2 separate regions of the Zea mays genome follow, and region 2 is linked to region 1. The links are chromatin contacts, called in public Hi-C maps. All regions are on one chromosome and are shown on one strand. Each heading gives the region's core, a stretch centred on a gene start, on an enhancer-like site or on the middle of the called end of the contact. The rest is flanking DNA. Distances are from core to core; before and after follow the strand shown.

The links. Hi-C and Micro-C count contacts between places; a contact is called where the count stands out from the background.
Region 2: a Hi-C map of tassel shows a contact between it and region 1, with 4 times the contacts expected there. The contact joins the promoter of LOC100194325 here to the promoter of LOC109940308 in region 1. A contact is called at or near these places in 4 of 25 Hi-C or Micro-C datasets (ear, leaf and tassel).

What each region holds. Positions count from the first base shown.
Region 1 is chr6:7,082,336-7,087,400 of Zm-B73-REFERENCE-NAM-5.0, forward strand. It overlaps LOC109940308 (GDP-mannose transporter GONST1), which reads left to right and starts at 1,616. Exons shown (of 10, transcript XM_020539750.2): 1 at 1,616-1,883; 2 at 3,188-3,352; 3 at 3,678-3,903; 4 at 3,992-4,131; 5 at 4,853-4,982. The coding sequence starts at 1,873. It overlaps LOC100282435, which reads right to left and starts at 570. Exons shown (of 5, transcript NM_001352121.1): 1 at 134-570; 2 at 1-51. The coding sequence starts at 397.
Region 2 is chr6:7,261,030-7,265,833 of Zm-B73-REFERENCE-NAM-5.0, forward strand. LOC100194325 (chromatin assembly factor 1 subunit B) reads left to right here and starts at 3,374. Exons shown (of 13, transcript NM_001139363.1): 1 at 3,374-3,736; 2 at 3,882-3,996; 3 at 4,121-4,147; 4 at 4,342-4,414; 5 at 4,536-4,639; 6 at 4,728-4,804. The coding sequence starts at 3,623.

The sequences.
Region 1 (5,065 bases), core at 366-2,865:
CTGCGCCTCCCTCTCCTTGCCGGAGACCTGGAGTTCCCCTTTCTCCAGAATCTGAGGAAGCAAAGCAGCAGCGAGGCGCGTCTAGTGCTTCTGCGGATTGTGGATTGAATGGGGTTTGGAGAAGAAGATGTACCTCGATGCAGATTTGGGTAAGGTCGTCGGTGCCGAAGGCCTTGGCGAGTTCCTTGGAGTTGGCGAGGATGCCCTTGGAGACGTTGGAGTAGACGGTGTGGGACTGGAGCACCTCGTCGATGTCCTTCTCGACGCGGGAGCGCCACGAGAGCACCTTGTTTGGGAAGCAGGCGATCTCGAAGCGCTGGCCGTGCTTGCGCAGCCGCACCACAGCCACGTTGGTGAGGCGCTTCTGCCCCACCGGCTGCACCAGCGTCCGCGACATATCCAACGGCGGCGACGAACCCTGCCGGTCACGAGCGGAGCGAGGGGGCGGAGGGGCGACCTTAACCCTAGGCAGGCGGCTGGGCTTGGGAGTTGGAAGTTCCTAGCGCGGCGGAGACGAGAGCGTGGAGGAAGAAGGGTTGGGGACGGTTTCGATTAAGGGCTACAGTCTAGACGGTTCGATTCCTCCGTGGACCGTGGCAGCGTGGCTGAGAGGGACATACTCCGCCCGATGCCCTCCGTTGCTGATCCAGCGGCACGAAGCAAACGGCGCAGGAAGGCACAGACGGATCGGCCCATATACGCGACGTGGCCCAGCCCAGGTAGCATTGAGAAGTTAAGGCCCTGTTTAGGAGAGTTTCGTTTAAAAATTTTCATATCTATTTCAACTGTATCTATCAAACATGTAGAGGCGTATAGGTCTACGAGCTCTAGCTTAAAAAAACTGAAATTAGAAGCCAGTTTCATGAAATTTTCAAAGCTTTTTAAAGGGTGTTTTTCAAAAACATTGTTTTAATACCTCCTCATGAAGTTGTATAAAATTACCATAATATCATTGGTTAAATGACCTACAATTTATGTCTATTTCTGCGCTCGTTAATTAAGAAAACTCGTACAAATTAATTGTATTATAAAAGCTAAAGTCTATATGCAAGCTAAACAATTTTAAACCCTTCCTTATCAATTTGTCGAAGTTGTTTCATAAGGCTGAAACTGAAAACCGTGCAATTCTTGAAATGATGCCTTCCAATCAGTACTCCTCTCCTTTTTAGGGGAAAAAAGAAACGGTGGAAATTTTGGTAAATTCTCTGTCCTTTCGCTTTTGTTAATTATTTGTGAAATGAAGTTATTATTTAATCTATAACTGTTTCAAACAAACAAGCCCTAAATATGAACGGGAGAACGATTCAAAGCGAGGAAGGGAGGAGGAAGCACGGTCAAACTCCGGTCCGGTCACGCAGAAGGCTGCTTAGCAATTTGACGTTTTGAATTATTTGTTGTGGTCAAACCGATGAATGAGTTTTGTACGAAGCCCAGCAGCTGAAGCAGGGCTATGACGTTCCAGTCTTTTTCGCCTCAACTGCCACATGGGCCAGACACACTTGTTGGTCCCACGACTCAGGGGCAGAACTGCTCAATACTCTGAGTCAATGACTTAAGCCAGCGAGTCGAGCTGAGTTGGACAAGAGCCCTCGCCATGTGGGATCCGCGTCGCAGTCTCAGAACCGTACTCTGGGATAGTACTAGCATTCCAAAAATCCAAAGCGAAGGTGAAGCGGCCCGCGTTAGTTCCGAGTCGTCGTCGTCTCCTGCCGCCCTGCCCGTTCCGGCCTTCCGGGCGCCTCCGCCGCCCTCGCCCCCGGCTCGCCGCGACATTTCGTCGACCACCTCCACGGCGCGGCCGTTTTGAGCCGTCGCACGCGCCACGGGGACGCCTCCGGCGCGCGCTCCCCACGCCGGCTCCGCCCCGCTGCCATGGGCTCCAGGTCAGCACCCGATAGACCTCCCTCCCTCTTCCCCTCCCCTCCCATCCCCTCCCCTACCACCACGTGGCCCAGCCCTTCCTTCCCCGCCAGCCTGCTACGCCTCCTGCTCAACCTCTCGCGGGCGCACGTGCCCGTATCGTAGCCATCCCCGTGCGCCCGTTTCCGCGCGTTGCTTCCGATCAGGTAACTTGCTGGTTCCGTTTCAGCTGGGGGATGCTGCACCCTGCAGCCTGCATGCTGTTAGGTATGTAGCTCCTCGCTCGGCTTCGCTTTCTTCGCTCCAGACCCGGACTACTCGTGCCTTGTGCTAACCGTGCTTCCCGCTGTTTGTCTGCAAGGAACAGCAGGCGAGTCAAATTTTTAGTTCCGTGTGTGTGATTGTGATCTCGGATTCACCTCAGACCCTCAGGTGGTGCAAATAGATTCTACCTTCCCACGTAAAAACGACAACCGATTGCAGCTGAGCTGACCAGCGGCCTCCCACAAGTTGCACGTTCTGTTGCTTGCTCTTGCACGTTTTGTTCTGTTTCATGGCATAGTACGGTCCCGTACCTCTTATAGTGCAAATAGAATCTCTTATAGTAGTAACTGAGAACAGAGGAAGCAATGGCTTCGATTTTTGGTACACTTGGAATACTTGTATGCAGTCAAATTGGACTGTGCGTGCAAACACATGGAAGCGCCTTACTACTAGCTAATTGTTTGATAATAACTGCTCTGAACTCAAGGTTACTACTTACTACTACAGTATTTGTCTGCATCTTTACATGTTACTACCACCTGCTTCCACTTGAGGATATTACTAACTGTCTTGGTAATTGATTACCACTAATTGTTGACAACTTGAGACCGATGGCTGCAGTTAGGATTAGGAATGTTTAACCATGCTCCTTTATGAGAGTAACATCAGAGTCAACATCAGAATCTGGTAAATTAATGGATTGAAAGCCAGTGACTAGCAAAATGGGAATCGGTCATGCTCATGCCTCCTTTTAGTTTCAGAGATAAACAGCTTAAACTGCCCATATAGGAAATCAGGTGCACACCTATTCTTTTGTATAAGTTTTAGAATAGTTTGATGATTCAAACTCGAAGCATATAGATATTTTCTGGGCTCAATGTCAGCTGTTTCAGTATTTAGCTTGATCATTATGTTCGAATTTTGGTTTGACTTGATCCTTATTTTCAAATTTTAGCTAATATGGTTCAGTGTTAACACAATGCTGTGTGATGATGCAGGCTTTCTGCAAACAAATTTGATTACTATTGGTTACAACTTACAACCATTCTCTTCTGTCGTGTAGAGTCCTTCAGTTAGATGTTCCTGCAGATTCTGAGGCCTCTCCTAGGAGAATTGTATCAGGGAGTGTTAGTAGCCCTCTTGTGAATGGTGAAAAGGGTCTCTTTCCGAATCAGAATGCAGGGTTCACTGCACTTGCAAGTCCTGTGAGGAGAGAAATTGGAAACAGGCATGTACGCGAGTAATGCAACTCTTGATTGGTGTGATTTGTTCTTTTTTCTTTTATTCATTCCCATAGGATCTCAATGTTTACTTCACCTTCACCATAGATAATTGTTAAAACTTAGAAACTTGTAATAACTCCATAAACACTGACCTTCTCTATCATTCTTTCTGAATGAAAATGTCTCCACATATGGTTATAACTGGAAAAACTTTCACAAACATGATCTTGTCTATCTAATGAAAGGTCTCTGCAGCTGCAGCAACTGCTCTGCAAGTTAACACAGTCTGCTATATTTCTGGATATAATAATGAAGTATCATGTTCTCTAGATCATTGGCAAGGTCCTTCTGTGTTGATGACAACGACTTGGAAGATGGTAAGTCCTCAAAAGAAAGGGAAAGCTCTGCACAGTTACTCAGGCTCCCAAAGATTCAGAATCAGGCTCTCCTATCTGGTCTGGCTTACTGTGTATCATCATGCAGCATGATTTTAGTCAACAAATTTGTTTTATCTGGCTATGCTTTCAATGCGCCAGTATTTTTGATGTTATACCAGGTATACTACTGGTGCTTACTTTCCATTTCTCATGCAACACAGTTGTGTGCCTGCCTTAAAGCATCTTTTTCATGTTCTGTTACTGCAGAACATTGTATCAGTGACTATAGTTTCTACACTATCCCTGTCCGGTGCTGTTCCAACTGAACCATTGACATGGAATCTAATCAAAGTTTGGTTGCCTGTGAATATCATCTTTGTTGGAATGCTGATCACAAGCATGTTTAGGTATGTAGCATGTTTGCTGTGCTATTTTTAGATCTCTACTACTGATTTATTATTTGTTAATGGAGTATGAAATAGTTTCTTGGTTTTAAGCAGTTATTTTTATGCACTTGAGTTATGAATGTATTTTCAGGGTAATGACTATGAATGTATCTAGTGTTTTCGCACCTTCCAGTCTCGAAATACAGATCACATAAGTAGTAATGGTGGTTTTTAGAATGAGTATTGAAGCCTAGAAAAAGGAAACGTGAAACTTGGCAACGTTCCTCGTTCCGGGAACTTGGGAACAATCTTGTTCCGTAGTATTAAAACCTAGTTTTAGTGGCGTACCACGCCCCCGTTCCTCGATCTCATCGATCCGAAAACCTGATTACTAAGTATTGAAGTTTGATATGTTCTGGGATAAATGCTTAGGCTATTTCTCTTCTAAAAAAATACCAAAGAATTTCATTTGGCTGTCGGTTGGTTGATTTTGAATTTTTAAAATGTGTTACCTGTTGCATGAATCTGCTCAATTCAGGGTCATTTAGTGCCTTGTACAATGATGAACCTGGACCTTTTTGGTAGTTTTGTCGAACATTTTGTACTGATGTTTTTCATATTAGCCGTGAATGATTCTCAGTTTCTCACTCTACCTTATATTTGTTGCAAGGAAGTTTGGACTGTAATTGAGAGCCTTTTATATACTTTTACTCCATTTCTTAATATTTTCTTTATTTTTCAGTTTGAAGTACATTAATGTTGCAATGCTGACTATACTGAAGAATGTTGCCAATGTCCTGACTGCTTCTGGGGAGACCTATTTTTTCAAGAAGCAGCATGGTACTCAAGTCTGGATTGCTCTTTTGTTGATGGTATGTCATATTATATCATCATATGTTAGAAAAGCATGAGGATCGAGGAGTTGATTTTCCATCACAAGTGTTTTCCATCAGAT
Region 2 (4,804 bases), core at 2,124-4,623, 180 kb after region 1:
TTAAATCCAAATGGGTTCATTCCAATTTCTATAATTCTATAATATTATTTTTTATCACATAATACCTCTGTTTTGTCATGAAACCAACAATAAAATTGATTTCCTAATTAATCCTATATCAAATACATAGAAACTTTGGAAATTCGTAACTTCCCCATTTTAATTCCAAATTGAACCGTTCCAGTTGTGTTAGTCTCGTATGAATATTTACTACGCAGTAACAACATTGATTATACCATGTTTCATACTTTTATAATTAGATATTTATTTATCCTATGTTAATTGGGTTAATCTATGTCTATTGGATTAATTTATTTAATATATTAATATAGTATTCTAACTTTATGATTATACGATGTTTGACCATTAGTCTTGCAAACACACACACTTACCTTTTTGTTTAAGCAAAAGCGTATGGTGGTACGTGTCCGATGACTAACGATGTACGAGGGAATTTCTTCCGGTATGTGTGAAACGTGCTCTCCAATAATGAGACCATGAAAATCGTGACATATATCGAAGTCTGCATGATACTGATGGTTGCAATGTAGTGGTGAAACAGATAGATTATAAATAACAAAATTTATGTATGGTCAGAATCACAAATTGATTATCTATACTACTTATCCCTACTACTAATTAAGCATGGAGAGTGGGCGTCTGGCGCGTCCATGCCCCGCCTCCCAATCTCTACCGTCCTGGTTCCACCAACCTCACAGGCCACCCACACCGAGCAGAATAATCCCCTCCACCGCCATCAGCGCTCGCCCGCGCAGATCCCGCTCTCAGCGCTCGCCCGCCATCCGCGCTCCATGCTTAGGGTCCGCCATCAGCGTTCGCCTGGTTGCTCGACACATTCGCCAGCGCCACCTTCGACCAGATCGACTCCGCCTACCGCGAGGCCGGAGGGGACCCATTTGTGGCCGCCAGTATCCTGTCTTCCACGCAGGACATGCACCCGCCGCAGCCCCCCGCCGCCACTGGATCTCTCGCCGCACAGTGGATCTGGTGGAAGAAAGGCTGGTCGGAGGCCCAAGCGGGTTGCGGTGGCCGCTACGGGCATGGTCGCGGACGTGATTGGCAAGGAGTACACACGATCCACGGCTAATTCTGTAGTAAGCATGCCAAATGCTTGGAAGGGTCGGGACAGGGAGAGCGATGGCGATGGGTCTGGTGGCCGCAAGGACAGTGTTGAAGAGACAGAGCAGTTCCTGTGCTCCATGCTCGGGGATAATTCCGAGCTTGGCATGGGTGTTGTCAGAGACGTGCCAGGTGAGCCTGTGAGGCATTTTTTCACTTGCTGGTCTATAGTTGACCGTTCAGAATTCTTCATTTTGACCAATCGGTGCCATGCCGCCGTTTTCATGACTCGACTGAATTCTGGAATCTAGACCTTTAATTTGTAAACCCTATGCCCTTAGATGCAGCGAATGTTCAAAAGATATATATACAGATGTTCTATTAGGAGCAACATATTACAAGAACATGAAAATGGATCCTTTAGATTAAATATTCAGTGATTTTTTAGCAAAGATCTTATGAAAAGAATGAACTTCTGGCTTATTGTTGCCTACTATTTGCTCATGCTCCAGCCTCCAGCTAATTTCAGTGCCCGCCACAGAAGATGAAGCATGGGCTATTCAAGCTCTAGAGTCAAGGTGGAAGAGATTTTGACATATCCGTAGAAATGAAGTTCTACTAATTTCGCTTACATACATAGGCATATGACTGGTGCTTGTTTTCTACTTGAACTTAGGTAGCAGTCGTGGTTCGTTCTCGATAATACTATTTGCTTTTTTTACACAGCTGGTGTTAATGACATAGGTTGTATGGTCCTTGATGAACAAGCAATACCTGGGGTCATAGATTGTCTGCATGCATGCTAGATGAGACAAAAATAGCCAGCCGGGGGTGTTTGGATTCACAGCAGATGGTTGAGAAGCGCAATGCGCAAAAACTGACATAAAGACAACCATTTTGTTAGCGGGTGATTTGTTGCAAAACTCTAGGAACTCCTCAGTTGGCCTAAAACAACGTGTTTCTGTACTGGTTGATCTGTTTTTGCAGGGTAGCTAAGCAGTTTCGCAACTAATCATTTGCCTTTGGACAACCGTGTTGAAACAAGGATCGGTCCCGCATCTATACATGTCATTAGCCACACAGCTCAGGAAAACCTTAGCCCCCCATTTGTTCTCCTAAACATACATATTTTTTTTCTTAGAAATATCTTAGAATTATATTTTTGGGTGTATCGGCATGAGCATGAGCATGATCATGAGGTGTAAAATCATTGTAGATCCGTAAAAAGCTAGAATGATGCTTGGATCGAACTTATCCTTGATCATGATTTGTGGTGCTAAGGGAACAGTGATAGATTGATTTGAGGTTTGCAGGTGTAATCATGTGTATAATAACCTTTTTATTTTTCCTCTGTCCGTGTGGTGTAGTACCTGAAAAGCAAAATGATGCCTGCATTTGTTGTGCTTATTGCTGTTAAATATTTTTCTAATTCTAACAGGTCAGTGCCTTGCTTCCTAGCTGTAGCTAGAATGCATGGCCTTATACTTTTATCTGCTTTGCTTGGACTCTACATCAGATAGAGCCTTGAGGGCATTCATTCATGTGGCCAAGTGTTGGTTTGTAATCTCCCTTGCTGGTGAATTCCTAGAGACAATTTGGGGATTTGTTGTGATGAGAAGGTTTTATTGGGCTTTTGGGCCCGGGGAGTCACGTGTTGTGATCTCATCACTCCTCAAGTGCCATCTTGGCGTTCTGCACTTGAATGGTGATGGTTCGTGAGATATGATTAGGAGTGGTGATGGATTATGTCTTTTCACAATTTGTTTGAACCCTTTAATTAATTTTAGTTCAAAAGTGAATAAAAATAAAACATGATTCTGATCCGATCTGATCCTTAATTTTATAGTGTAAAATTTATAGCTCGTTACCACCCTATATGTGATTGAGAATTTAAGATTAGTGGATTTGACTTCTGACCGGTTGTTGCCTGCTAATGTCTCGTTTACTGGAATCCTAAGAGAGGACTGAAGAACAAACCTAACAATATGGTACATACAATATTTGTAGCCTAGACGTCGCTCTCCATGCTCCCCACCTCGTGGCAACGCACGGACACATACCTATTTATATATAAGTTATCATGGTATTATATGTCTTCGTTGCAACGCACGGGCACTCACCTAGTGTTGCTGTCAACTAGAGTTACTGATTGGGCCTGTTTGGTCTGTAGCTCGGCCCATAAACCGCGTCCAATCTTAAGAAACCCGCCCAACCCACGCACATAAAGTAACTGGGCCGCCGATTAGCCTACTCAAGGTTCGGCCCAGATCTCGCTTCCAGCGCCAGAATCCAAAAGAAAACTTACAAGGGCGCGGCAACAGAGCGAGAGGCGCGCGCGCAGTCCCCTCTACTTCCCGCCGCTGGCCGTTTCCCTTCCCCCCAATCCAAACCCTAGAGAGAGAGAGAGAGAGTGTGTAGTGTGTGTGTGTGAGAGAGAGGGGGATTGGAGGCGAAGGCAGCGGGCTAGCGCTAGCGGAGGAGGAGAGATCCGCTGAGGTGGAACGCCCGATCGGCGGAGCCCCATCCACCACCACTCCACAAGATGCGGGGCGGGACGCTGCAGATCAACTGGCACGACCAGCAGCCGGTGCTCAGCCTCGACTTCCACCCCGTCTCCCGCCGCCTCGCCACAGCCGGAGCGGACCACGACGTCAAGGTTGGTTGCCACCCGCCCCTCTCCTCTCCTCTCCTCCACCGCCATTGCTCTATCTCTCGCTGATTCGAGATTTGCCCCCCGCCCCCCCCCCCCCCCCCTCCCCCATTTCGGCGTCTTCGTTCCGTGACTGGTTCCGGGATCGCAGATCTGGGAGGTAGCGTCGGACGGCAAGCTCCCCACCGCCACCTTCAAGACCGGCCTGGTCCCCAACACCACCGCCCACAGCTCCGCGGTCAACGTCCTCCGGTTCTCCCCTTCAGGTACACCCATTTCTGATCTTCTGTCCTGTCCCTGGCTTTCAGCCCTATACATACAACAGAGACATGTAAAGTCTCCTTCAGTCTCTGCGCATATGTAACTGACTGACTCTCTTTCCTGCTGCAGGGGAGTATCTCGCCTCCGGTGCTGATGGTACGCTCAATTTGGCATCTAGGATTATATGCCAAGTCATAATTAGTTTTTCCCAACCATCCTAAAATGGAACGAGTTTTTTTGCTAATCATTGTAAAATGGAGTTGCCTTTTGATAATCATATAAAGTGAAATTAATTAGTTTGGCCAATATTCATTGCACCGAAACAATATGATTCATAATGTGATGGACAGGTGGCGGCATCACCCTCTGGAAACTGCATCCCGCTGACGACGGCGAGGCATGGAAAATTCACAAGACGTTACTGTGAGTTCTGCTCACTGAAATAGACCCCCCCCCCCCCCCCCCCCCCCCCCCCCCGCGCAAACCGGCCCACTTCTTTGGAGGCTTGCTAAGTGGTAACCTGCCTTTTTTGTTTCATTCACAGATTCCATCACAAGGATGTTCTTGACCTTCAGTGGTCGCATGACAGCACATTTCTTGTTTCTGCATCAGTCGACAACACTTGCATAATTTGGGAAGCTAGTAAAGGTGACTCCCACTACAGTATGCGATCCGTTATTTGCAGCAGCATGAATTCTATCGTAACTTTTATGCCTGATATCCGATTTTTTCTCAGGCACAGTGCAACAAAAGCTAGAGGGACATCTGCATTATGTTCAGGGTGTGGCATGGGATCCTTTGGGCCAGTATATT